Linked DNA regions of Bombyx mori: region 1 is linked to region 2. A link is a contact called in public Hi-C data. All regions are on one chromosome and are shown on one strand. The core of a region is the stretch at or near the end of the contact, and the rest is flanking DNA. Distances in the headings are between cores, read along the strand shown.

Region 1 (6,320 bases), core at 2,543-5,042, 57 kb before region 2:
TTCACTTCATATCTTTTACCATTATAAAAAGTATTCTATGTGTAATCCAGCTTATAATAAACTATCTTAGTGCGAAATTTCATTCCAATCCCTCCAACGGTTGCGTGTTTTAATATCCAAACATAAAAATTACATATTCGAGAAATTCAATATCAATATATTATATAAAAATGAATTGCTGTTCGTTAGTCTCGCTAAAACTCGAGAAAGGCTGGACCGATTTGGCTAATTTTGGTCTTGAATTATTTGTGGAAGTCCAGAGAAGGTTTAAAAGGTAGATAAACATGAAAATGCTCGGAATGAAATAAAAATAGCAATTTTGTTTTCCCTTGGATGTGTATCCCGTCGGACGGATTCCTTTTGTTTGTTTTAAGTTTATTTTATACAAAATTTTAGGTCTTTTATTTATCGATTGAGGCACTACGAAGTCTGCCGGGTCAGCTAGTCATTTATACAGCGGTACAATGAAACGTAATTTACTCTGCATTACTATAATGCAATTAATTTTAAACTTACCTCATGTGTTGTATCCCCTTTGTGTATCCGCTCTTCCGTCTCTTTCACTCGTTCGGTTATGTTCCTCGTGAGCACGCGAAGGTCATGGCTCTCCCTGACCTTACCATCAGGGTTAGCAACAACGCTCGACGAAACCAAGACTTTTGCTCCAGCGGGTGACACTTCACCGACGATCGTTTGAAGTCCGTCCACTTCTAAAAAATATATTTCAATATTTTCTTCCAATTATATTGATAATAAATCTGGAGCTTTAATATAGATTTTTTTTTTCAAATTTTAATAAGATATCGTCAACCCTATGGTATTAATATTAATATTGAATTAATACCAGTTACCATAAAATCTATTAAGTTGTCTATAAGACATATGCATATAGCCAACCTATTTTTTTGTGCGATCTCATTTGATATTTAAAATAGGCCGTTTTTCAATTAAGAATTCTTCAGGGTTGAAACTTAGCATCGGTATTACATTTGGTAACCGCTTAGCATCAGATCAATCGTAAGCTTGCCTGCCCATATGTTAGAAATAAAAATTAACTGCTTTAGGAAATCCCACAACCAGTAAACATACTTTAAACAGAAATGCAGCTCTTAATTTAATAAAATATTTACCATCAGCGGGTGCTCCAATAGCTCCATCAATCTTTGTTGTTGAAGCGGCATTATCATTTTGGCCTTCTGGAACGCGATGCTAAAATAAAATAAATGATCAATGATATCATTTGAATGATTGTTCTTAAAACAACGTTCGTGCTGCCACAAGTCGGGGAAGAATATATCAAAGATTTCTTCGAGAAACATCGAAATAGCGTCAAATCTCTGTTTCTGTGTTCTGAGTCAACACTCCGAAAACCAAAAAAGCCCAAGAAACGCCTATTCCAGATTCCTTCAAAAATGTAAAGAGAATACCTTAAATTTGACGTAATAAGTGAATAATCGTAATAAGTCGTGTTTTTTTTTATGTCACATGAATGTGTCGCACACAACGTTTATGGTATTGTTAGTACTTCAAGAGAGGCTTCAGCCGAGTACCATTAATATATGATGCGCAAACCTTAACAAATTTATGGATTTCAATTCTATTTATCGACAATTTTTTTTTACATTTATTACGAACCGTGGCGTTTTACTAAATTAAATTGAATCTCAAAATTAATTCCGTTCAATTACTAAGCTGCTGACTTTATATAGCCGATTTAATGTTATAAAAATCATAGTTGAGTATTAATAACTAGCCTCTCAAGGCTATCAACTTAGGTAGGAAAAAAAAAAGTAACGGAGAGGATGTTAGTTGCATTTAAATTGCTGAAAAGAAATCATTTAATGTTAATGACAATATTGATTTACATTTCAAGAAAAAGTGTTCTCGATAAGTCATGAATACATTAATGTACTTTCTAGAAACAAGTTGTAAGACTCACTTCAGTCTGTTGTAAATTAGTGGTGTGCGTGTCCTCGTTGACTGACGTAGATATCTTCGGCCCAGAATCACTCAGGATGCGTCCGTCTTCTAATATTAGTTCACGTTTGACCCTTGTCTCTATCTGCCGGGTCGTTGTGACTTCACTTGTTTTACGAGTCACCCATTCTTCTGTAAATTTATCCGTAATTTAAGTACATCTTGCTCTAGACGTCACAAAGGGGATGGCCCATTTTAGGCCCAAAGCGGACAATAGATTATAGAAAAAATACTTAGTGCATTAATTTTGTCATAAATAAATATGCATTTACTTTCTTGCAAATAAGCGCCACTATAGTTTACAATAAGTAGTTTAAAAAAAGTAACTCTATTGAAAAAACAAGGATTTTTATTTTTGCGGGAAAAATATTGCCAGCTTCAAATCCTTTTACGTATGTAGTAAATATTTTGAGTATATAAATAAAACATATAAATAAATCATTTTAAGTATTATCATTAATCAAACGATTTTAATGGATTTTATGCACATAAAATAACATCGAAGACATACCCATTGGACTTTAACTTGTAACTATACTTGAGACCTTAGAACTTATATCTCAAGGTGGGTGGCGCATTTACGTTGTAGATGTATGTGGGCTCGAGTAACCACTTAGCAACACCAGGGTGGCTGTGAACTCGCCCACCCATCTAAGCAATAAAAAAAACTTTACTAGTATTGTTATTTAAATATGTACAACTAAAACAAAAACATAAAAAATAATGTGTACTCGTAAAAAAAAGATTAAGATATAAATCAATTATCGGTTATTTAAAAAAATAATCGATATGTGAATTTCATGTAATTATTTTTCTTTATACAGACAACACTGAATTTAATCTGACTGACTGACACTTCGCTTGCTGCTTGTGGTGTTGTGCTTGCGTACAAAATGGATGTGTTTTGATTTTTCTTCGATTTATTTTACTTTTATCAATAACGTTTCATAGTACGACTAAAAAACATTGTGTGAATTGTGGTTTTACCCTGACCGAGATTTAAAACCGTGTATATGCTCTCCTCTGCTATTTTTAGATGATACTAATTGTGTATGAAGATGAAGAAAATATAGATATTTAAAGAATTAAGTGTGTTTTTATACCCTATTGGATAAAAATATATTAGGAACATCTTATACATTAAGAAAAGAAAAGTTCTTGAAGTATCTCACAATCCGACACTTATTTATATAGAAAATTAACCTCAAAACGAGTTTTTATTTTTATTATATTTTTTATAATAGTGGCGTCAATTTCAATATATTTTTTAGATATCCAATACATTTAAGAATTTGAATCAGTACATTTTTATAGTAATATTTGATGTCCATCTTGGGCCTAACACACTATGGAGAGTGGGCAATCCCCTTTTTGGACTCTTAGGGTGCGTTCATCAACAAGACAAGAACTTATTTAATGTGAAAACTTTTTTTTATAAAAAGATTAAAAAACTAACCTTCTTTGGTTGTAGCAATAGTGTCTCCGGGCTCAGCCTGAAACAATAACGTTGTTTTGTTAGATCTACCTAATATTATTTAAATCTGACGTGTTGTATGGATAATTTGCTATCATTAAAACAAAAATCACTATAAAATTAATAACTAAAATAAATCAACTTTAATGCCCGTAAAAAATAATAACAATCAGTAAAATAATTATTTTTTACAATTAACAATACTGAAGCCTTTTTACATAAATAATAATATATTTTTTTAAAACGCATAGTTAAATTTAAAATGCAGCGCCATCTCTTACCGAGTAGCCTAAACTATAAAACTCGTACCCGTGTTCGGGTGCTGGCGAAATAAATCGTAATAGTACACGTGGCCGTCGCTTGATGGCGCCATGTTCACTCAACGTAAATACAGTCACCATGTAAGTTCATAAAATAATTTATCACTTAATTATCACTGCTTATTAAAATCATAACACTAAATATCACCATAATCTTAATAAAAAAATATGATTATTGAATCTAGTATTAATATAACACCTAATACAATTATATAAAAACGATTTGTTAAAAAAAAACTCGGGAAATCGCGAAAACTGTGGAAAATCGTGTGTTCAATACCCTCGCTGATAACTGACTGAAGGAAAATCAAGGCTTAGCAGTAATTCAATTATTAATTGCAGATTAACATTTTCTTTTGGCGCACAATACAGTAGTGACCCGATGAGTATTCAGTTTGTATGGTTCTGCTTCCGCTGGGATTGCACTGTTCTGTTGAACCCGTAAAATATAATATAACTATGTTAGTATATAACGGTAAAGAATCTCAGTAATGTATTTTCCGGGACAGTTTTTTTAGAAACATAAAAATTATAATTAAGAAAGGAATTTAAGCGTAGTAGCCTTAGGAAAATAATCTATTGCCTAGTGAAAAACGACTAAAGTAAGGATCGCGAAGATATGTCGCCTACGTAATATTATTACTTCTGTAACTGAAATCTTGGAGTTATAAAGCTATAAATGATAATTAATTGTGTGACGAAAAAATGAAAGGGAAATAAAATGATGGATACCCTAGTCTCGTTCAAATAGGGCTGCGCTGTTGCATACTCATTTGAAACGAAATGGAAAGTATTTCCGCTTATGTCAACTCCTACGGGAAAATTTAAATGCAGGGACATTATTAAGGAAGTATAATTGTAATTTATAATATTTACATACAACAATTGTCAATATTTTATAAATTATTAAATCTCTTTAATATTGTTGATAGTCAACCGGTAATATCGCGTGATATTAGTTTAAAAAAGTGTGTGTGTCCGCTCCGACGCACGACTGGAGTTTACTGGATATAAAAAATTAAACGAAACAATACGAGAAATAGTTCTATATTACGACAACACGATACACTACAGATTATTAACAAATTAACGAGACACAAAACAAACGACTAACAAATATATGAAAATACAATAATGAGAGAAACGCGCGATCAGTACGAGGCTTTGTGGCGGACTGCCGGCGCAGCAGCCCGGCGTCACCTGCGATAACGCATTTCGTGTGACATGCGCAATCAGGCGCATAACGCATTTCGTGTGACATGCTAGTACGATTTTGGTCCCCATAATTTTCATACCCCGGGCCTATATATGTAAATCGATTCTAAAGGAGTAAACTCCAAAAATATTCTGAATTGCACAAATAACATAGGATCCAAAAAGCATATTAAATATCTCGAATTATTAAGTTGTGTCGTTCTAAAAAGGTGACGTAAAAAAACTTTATCCGGTCAATCACCCCTGACCATAGACAATTGAGTGCATGTCAGCCGAGTGACAGATCGTTGCGTCCGAATGATTTATAATGACAGTAGCTTGTGTGGATATTATCGATATGTTAATCTGATTTTATCGATTCTTGACTCTATCTAGTGACGTCTTCACTGCTTCGCTTCGTCATTTTTTACCATACACTATTTTGTAACATTGCAAATCTGATTTTTTAATGAAAGACCCATCTGATAACAACTTCTCAATTTTTCGTTGTCGTTAATATTGTCAAGTAAAAATAAAATAAAACGCCCTTCATCTTAAATAGAATCGAACAAGAAGTCACATTTTCCTAAAATTGTATTCAGGCGTTTTGATGAATAAATACTGCGAATAAAATATTTCAAAACTAGTATTAATCGGTGCGACCTTAGTCGAATGAAACTAGAAAAGCCAATGAACTCATTAACGTATAGGTATTCTTAGTAGTAAATCACACAATTTTATTTCATTGGCGTTAAAATGATAACGTCACATTATAGAAAAAAATATTTAGAAAAAACCAGTACTATAAATAAAATCAAAACAAAGATATTAAAAACGAATAAAACCTAAATATTAGTGAGTAGAACGTATTATGCTGTGCATCAGAAGTGATAAGCATCACCATCCTGTTTCTGTCGCGAAGCATTCATGCGTTATGGTTTGAAGTGCGATGGGTTCCGTTAACACCATTTAACACCAAGTGGATCATGAGCTCGTTCAATCATCTATCTATAAAATAAAATAAAAACAATAAAAAATTTTTTTTTTTCATTAGGAGCATTCCATAAGAGATAATTTAATTAATTAATTAATTTAAAATAATGATTGTTACATTTTGTGTTAATATTAATATTGCCAATCATTATTTGTGTTTTAATAAATAGATTTGCAACAGAAAAGATATGATATATGATGTAGAGAAAGAAAAATCGACGTTTGTCACGGAAAATTACTACGGGCACAGACAGCTTAGATTTAGTTTCAATGTCTAAGGTCGCGGCCTTGCAGTGGTCACCGCAGCGCGACGCTGTGAGGTCGACCGCAGTCACTGCCGATGCGCCCGGTTCGACTGGTAA
Region 2 (5,623 bases), core at 1,635-4,134:
AAGTATTGTATCCTAAAATAATAAATAATAAAGATTCTTTAGACAGTAAGTTGCAAAACATAATTGTTTTAAGGTAAAGCAAAACAGCCTTGTGTTGATGAAGATAAGCGAACGCGCACTCAAAGGACTAACAACCATAATATTTCCTTCACTTATACATATTTGAGCGTGTCTTTTGAGTTCGCGAAGATTTAAGATCTCCATAACGGGGTAATGCTTTTTTTTGTTGCTGTTTGTTAATGGGACATAGACATCTACAACCTAAATGCGCCACCCACCTTGAGATATAAATTCTAAGGTCTCAGTATAGTTACAACGGCTGCCCCGCCCTTCAAACCGAAACGCATTACTGCTTCACGGCAGAAATAGGCAGGGTGGTGGTACATACCCGCGCGGACTCACAAGAAGTCCTGCCACCAGTAACCAATTATTTTAACTTTGCTGATTTTAACTTTTTTAATGACAAGGAGCGATTGCAATATCGTACTTGTGGATAACATACAGTGTTAAGCCATCCGAGCAGATATAGGTCATTTTGTTGGAAACTACTTAAAAAACCCAACTATGCACGCGAACTACTGTGTTTTATTCTGCCGGGTATTCCATTTTGTCAATATGTTTTTAAATATACACTCAAAGCAATTCAATGTCACAACAAAAATTCATGTATTTATTATATTGTCTTTAATTTAATATTTAATTTTGAAATCAGGTTTAACAAGATTTATTGCTTTGTAGTCGACTGGTTCGGCACCCTGACTACCACGAGTACTAGTTTAATTTCCGGTCGAGGAAAGTACAATATATAACATGTTCGTGAAAACATTCACAATCATGTACTGTAAAAACGGAGACCCTAGAACTCATATTTCAAGGCAGGTGGCAGCCTTTACGTTGTAGATGTCTATGGGCTCCGTTAACCGCTTTACACCAGGTGGGTTCGTCCACGAATCTAAACAATAAAAAAAGAAGTTTGTTAAATTTGTCATAGATATTGGAGAGTATTAAGCGGCGGGCAGCGGCTTGGCTCTGCCCCTGGCATTGCTGAAGTCTATGGGCGACGGTAGCCACTCACCTTCAGGAGGGCCGTGTACTCGTCTCCCTACAAAGGGCAAAAAAAAAACCTGAAGCCCGCTGAATGAGGAATGCTTGTTTAATTTATTTAGGTAATATGTTGTCTGTATAGATTTTATGCATACTAACTAGGGTTGACACTATGGTCGAATTTCTCCCACAGTCATCGTTCCTTGACGACATTTCGATTTTTTATTGAACTCTAAAGCTCATCAATACCAACTAAACAAAAAAAGAAATTAAAGTCAGTTGAAAAACATAAGAAATGATGCTGCTTAATTGGTTTGCGTTTACCTTTTTTATGTATATTTTTATGTTTTACTCCTTTTTAATCATTATTAAATAACTGGGAAGTAATCACGGTCATGCGGCCCAAAAATTAGGATTCCCGGTGTTATGGGTACCAGAGACGAACATACGTACTTACACCTATACGTTTCAATATATATGTACATATATTTATTTCTTTATTTAATCAACAATGTTTCAACAGCATTTAACTAGACACAGGGTACAGAGGATGTTTTCCCAAACATGAGCCAATTAAAGAAACACATTATGTTTCCAAAAAATGTTAACATAATTAATGAACACAGGTAGTCCAACTAAGGTAAAGGTAAGGCAGTTAAATAGGTAGATACTAAACACCCAAACAAAGAGCAAGCAATTGTGAGAATCGAACCCACGACCCCCGGTGCAACTGTCAGAGGTGCTAACTACGGCACCACCAAGTCAGTCAAAAATATAATAATCTTATATACATAATTATCCTGTTCTATTAGTCAAATCAATTCCCGGGTGCAGGAATATATTCCTAAATTATTATTGTTTACTTTTTATTGTTATAAATTATTGTTTCCTATCACTGCATATTTAATACTAAATCAGTTCGAAAAAACAAAAAACGTGCTTAATGAAAATTCAGCAACGTTATAAAACATTGCTTTATTATTTTTAGATGTCCTACTTGTCTGAGTATTATATTTATTAAATTATCAAACATATTTATATAATTCAATGTTATTCGTCATACGCTACAATGTTGCTTCACGTAAATCGTGATATTCAATATTTACCATAGTGTACTAATTTGAGGGTCACAAAAAAGCAAACATTTCAACGTATATTTTTCTTTAAAATTAATAGTTTCAAAGAAAACAAAAACAAGTAAGGCCTTCATTGATTAATACTAAAGTATTACCAAGAAACCATATATAGTTTATATTAAATATTCAATTTATGTTATATCCATTAACATATACCTACATCATACTTGCTGTGCCTTGTTTACTTACGTATAATGAATTCTATTTAAAGAAAACTATAAAAAAATAACATGTTATTGTTAAATCTCCAACTACAAACCATAACCTACATCTAAAATGAGTTAAATTAGAAGATCTACATTCAAAAATAAAATCATCACAGGCCGCAATCGACTAAATTAAAAAAAAAAAAAAAAAAAATACAAACCTCCCGCGAGAAACAAGTGAACAAGCACTGAAAACAACAGTCCTCACTGAAACACTAAAACAAACACGCCGCTAGAACTGAACTTGAAACACTGACACCGCCGATAAACTCCTCACAGTTCAAACATACTTTTCATTGAGAAAAGCGCGAGTAACATTCGATGTATCGATGGTGTGTAATCGATCGGGCACGCGGCCTCAAGAAGGACAGAAACACAACTATAGCTAAGTGAGGAACGCGCGAAAACCTCCGTGCGCATGCTCAGAGTGGGGACTGGGACATATATGGAAAACTGCGTGGACGCAACACTCCGTGACACATTACCATTGACAATCTGGGTAAACAATAAACACAATTTAGATGTAAGTTTTAGTCGAATTTACACATACGAAATGGTTGACCACGCTTGTCTTATCTAATGTAGGTGATTTGGATTATATTTTTAAATAGTACTTAAAATTTATTTTCTACAAAATAAGCTTTTTCTTTGTTTTCAAACACGTATCTTTGATACTCACTTTGATACTTTGGTTCTCAAAGTTTTTTCTTTAAAATTTCGAATGATGCCTATTTAAAATTTAATGATACAGAAAACGGTTCTTTTGAAAAAAAAAAATATGATAATTTTCTTACGCAAAATGTGTCTGTCCAGTTCTTCTGGAATGTAAACAAGTTTATTTTAATGTTCGTGTTTTTATATTGAATATATAAATTGATCAGCTAAAATATTTTGTATATGATTGGTTAGATAATATTATCTACTAGTAAATTTGTTTATCGAGTTCAGACACCTTTAAGTCGCATGACTACCACCAATTCGTAATGCTGTTTCACTACTTAGAATAATCGACAGGGCCTATTATTTTCCAGATATGTAAATGTACTGTGAGTGCCACCCTCTGGCCTATTTTGACCACACGATTGAGTCATCAACCCCATGTCCCAAGGTGGGTGTCTATGAACCCTGGTGTGAGGCCTCTGCTATTCTATATTAATTTAAACATGAGAATGTAGTGCGAGTAGAATTAGAATAATAGTAATATATTAATTAATAGTCAATTAAAAAAATAACAAATGTTTGGTGAGCTTATAAATTTATTCGTTTTCATATTAACTGAGTATAATCTCCAATCTCCAAATATAATAATGTTTTAAGCGCATTAAAAACAGGAAAATGTTATCATAAGAAAATCTCATAGATCCGGAACAAGATCAGATCTCTCACAGTTCCAGTGAAGATGTAATAATATTTTCTGGTAACATTTTTTTCAATTACAATTCTCAGAAGTTAAATAAGATCTTTAAACATTTCAAATGTGTTTTCTAGCGTATAGTAGAACGTAACGCTTTCAATTAGTTCGACTTACGTTCGTGTATACCTATTTAAATGTTTATAAATGTTACAGAGTCTTTCAATATTCAAATTTAGAATTGTGTTACATTCATAAATACTAGAGGTCCCGCAGTAGTCAAAATTCGACTATAATTAATTGGAATTGTAAGTTTGTACACTATTACGATTCTATTTTCAAAGACTATTATACTTCTATAATCACAAATTTCGCCAAGGCTACACTATAAAAAAATATTAATAAAGACAAACAATATTTAATCTATTCTCAATTTGACCACAGACGTCAAGAACAAAAGTTTGACAGTATGCATGCGTGTGTGCGTCAAAAACATGGTATGTAGTGTGCGTAATGTTTTCTTTATTGATTTAATGTATTTTTTAGGCATAATTTAAAAAAATATTAACATTCTGCACTCCTTTTCTATATTCACTATAAGTGTGGGAATTTTCATACTCCTCCGTCCGCGCAATTTTCGTAAAAAGGGATACAAAGTTTTAGCTTCACGTATTAATTTAAAGATGTTGGTAAATGTATTTCTGGTGACAACATTAGAAACATGGTGCCATCGAGCTGATTGAATAATGAACCTTTTTATTATAATTTAATAGAAACCTTGAATGTGGCCATTCGTAATACAATAAAAAATCGACTTAACAGGTAGGTCAGACAGGTCTTAAGGTAGATAGATACACACCGCCTAAATCATTGTTAACGTCAAGCACTTAGGTCTTTTTAGTTATTAAAAATAAAAAAACTTGACAGACTTGTGTAGATTACTTAAATCAAAAAAGGAGGTTAACGAAAAACTTATTTTTTTTTTAATGGGTTAACGAGCTCTCAGCCCACCTGGTGTTAAGTGGTTACTGAAGCCCATAGACATCTACAACGTAAAATGCGCCACCAATCTTGAGATATAAGCCGTAAGATCTCAGTATACTTTCAACGGCTGCCTCACCCTTCAAACCGAAACGCATTACTGCTTCACACAATTTTGTATTACATAAAAACACGCAACGTTAATATAAAAACGATACAACGCTTAAACCGAAACGCAATCAACAAATCAAAATCGACCTAAAGTTGGCAAATCTGTTTGGAACTAGACTCGGTGGGAGGACCGGCTGCCCACCGTCTTAGACCACTCTTGTTTATCGCATACACTTAGGGCTGTCTACAGAACTATATGCGTAGTTTCCAGCGAACTAATAGAATAATTAAAGCAATGGATGTCTAAGAAATAATGTTAAATAACCAACGTTATAAATCTTGCTGAATAACAATTATGATTAGAAATATAAGTTTTTTTTTTTCCTACCTATGCTGATATCCTTGAGAGGCTATTTCAGCGTAACCGTGGCTAGTAGGTGAGCTCACGGGGCTCAAACCTGACGACGATGCTAACACGAACCCTACCAAGAGCCGTGCTTCGCAGAATCTACCACCGGATCGGAAACGCGACCCCCTGAGAAGATCCGGCGAGAAACTCAGTGGGCTGTGTCTGAGAGTTAATTTACTCGTCGAGCCCTTCGTCGCAAGCGACGGGTTCGACGAGAACGGTGACCGGTGCTTGAAGTACCTAAAAGCACAGTTAGTGGATCGGGAGGATCCGAGATGACGTGTAGAAATATAAGCTAAAACACAGATCGGTTTTATTATGAATTAAAACGAAAAATAATGTTTCTTAACATTACCTATGAAATGTACTTTATTTTAATGGTCTA

Evidence for each region. A called contact is a pair of places that touch in the nucleus more often than the background predicts.
Region 1: a Hi-C map of whole pupa shows a contact between it and region 2, with 2.7 times the contacts expected there. The contact joins the enhancer-like site here to the promoter of LOC101747091 in region 2. A contact is called at or near these places in 3 of 7 Hi-C or Micro-C datasets (middle silk gland, posterior silk gland and whole pupa).

The regions. Positions count from the first base shown.
Region 1 is chr8:7,505,608-7,511,927 of ASM3026992v2, reverse strand. LOC101747091 (serine/arginine repetitive matrix protein 1) reads right to left here. Exons shown (of 12, transcript XM_012695519.4): 3 at 3,434-3,470; 4 at 1,940-2,109; 5 at 1,131-1,209; 6 at 517-710. It also overlaps a transcript of UGT39C1 not described here. Among protein-coding and RNA genes, the nearest start is that of LOC119628825, 52 kb to the right of the region's middle. Within about 2 kb of position 3,792, at least 7 of the 8 cell types and tissues checked have open chromatin away from gene starts, as enhancers often do.
Region 2 is chr8:7,448,435-7,454,057 of ASM3026992v2, reverse strand. It overlaps LOC101747091 (serine/arginine repetitive matrix protein 1), which reads right to left and starts at 2,884. Exons shown (of 12, transcript XM_012695519.4): 1 at 2,548-2,884. The region is part of intron 1 of LOC119628825; the gene reads left to right.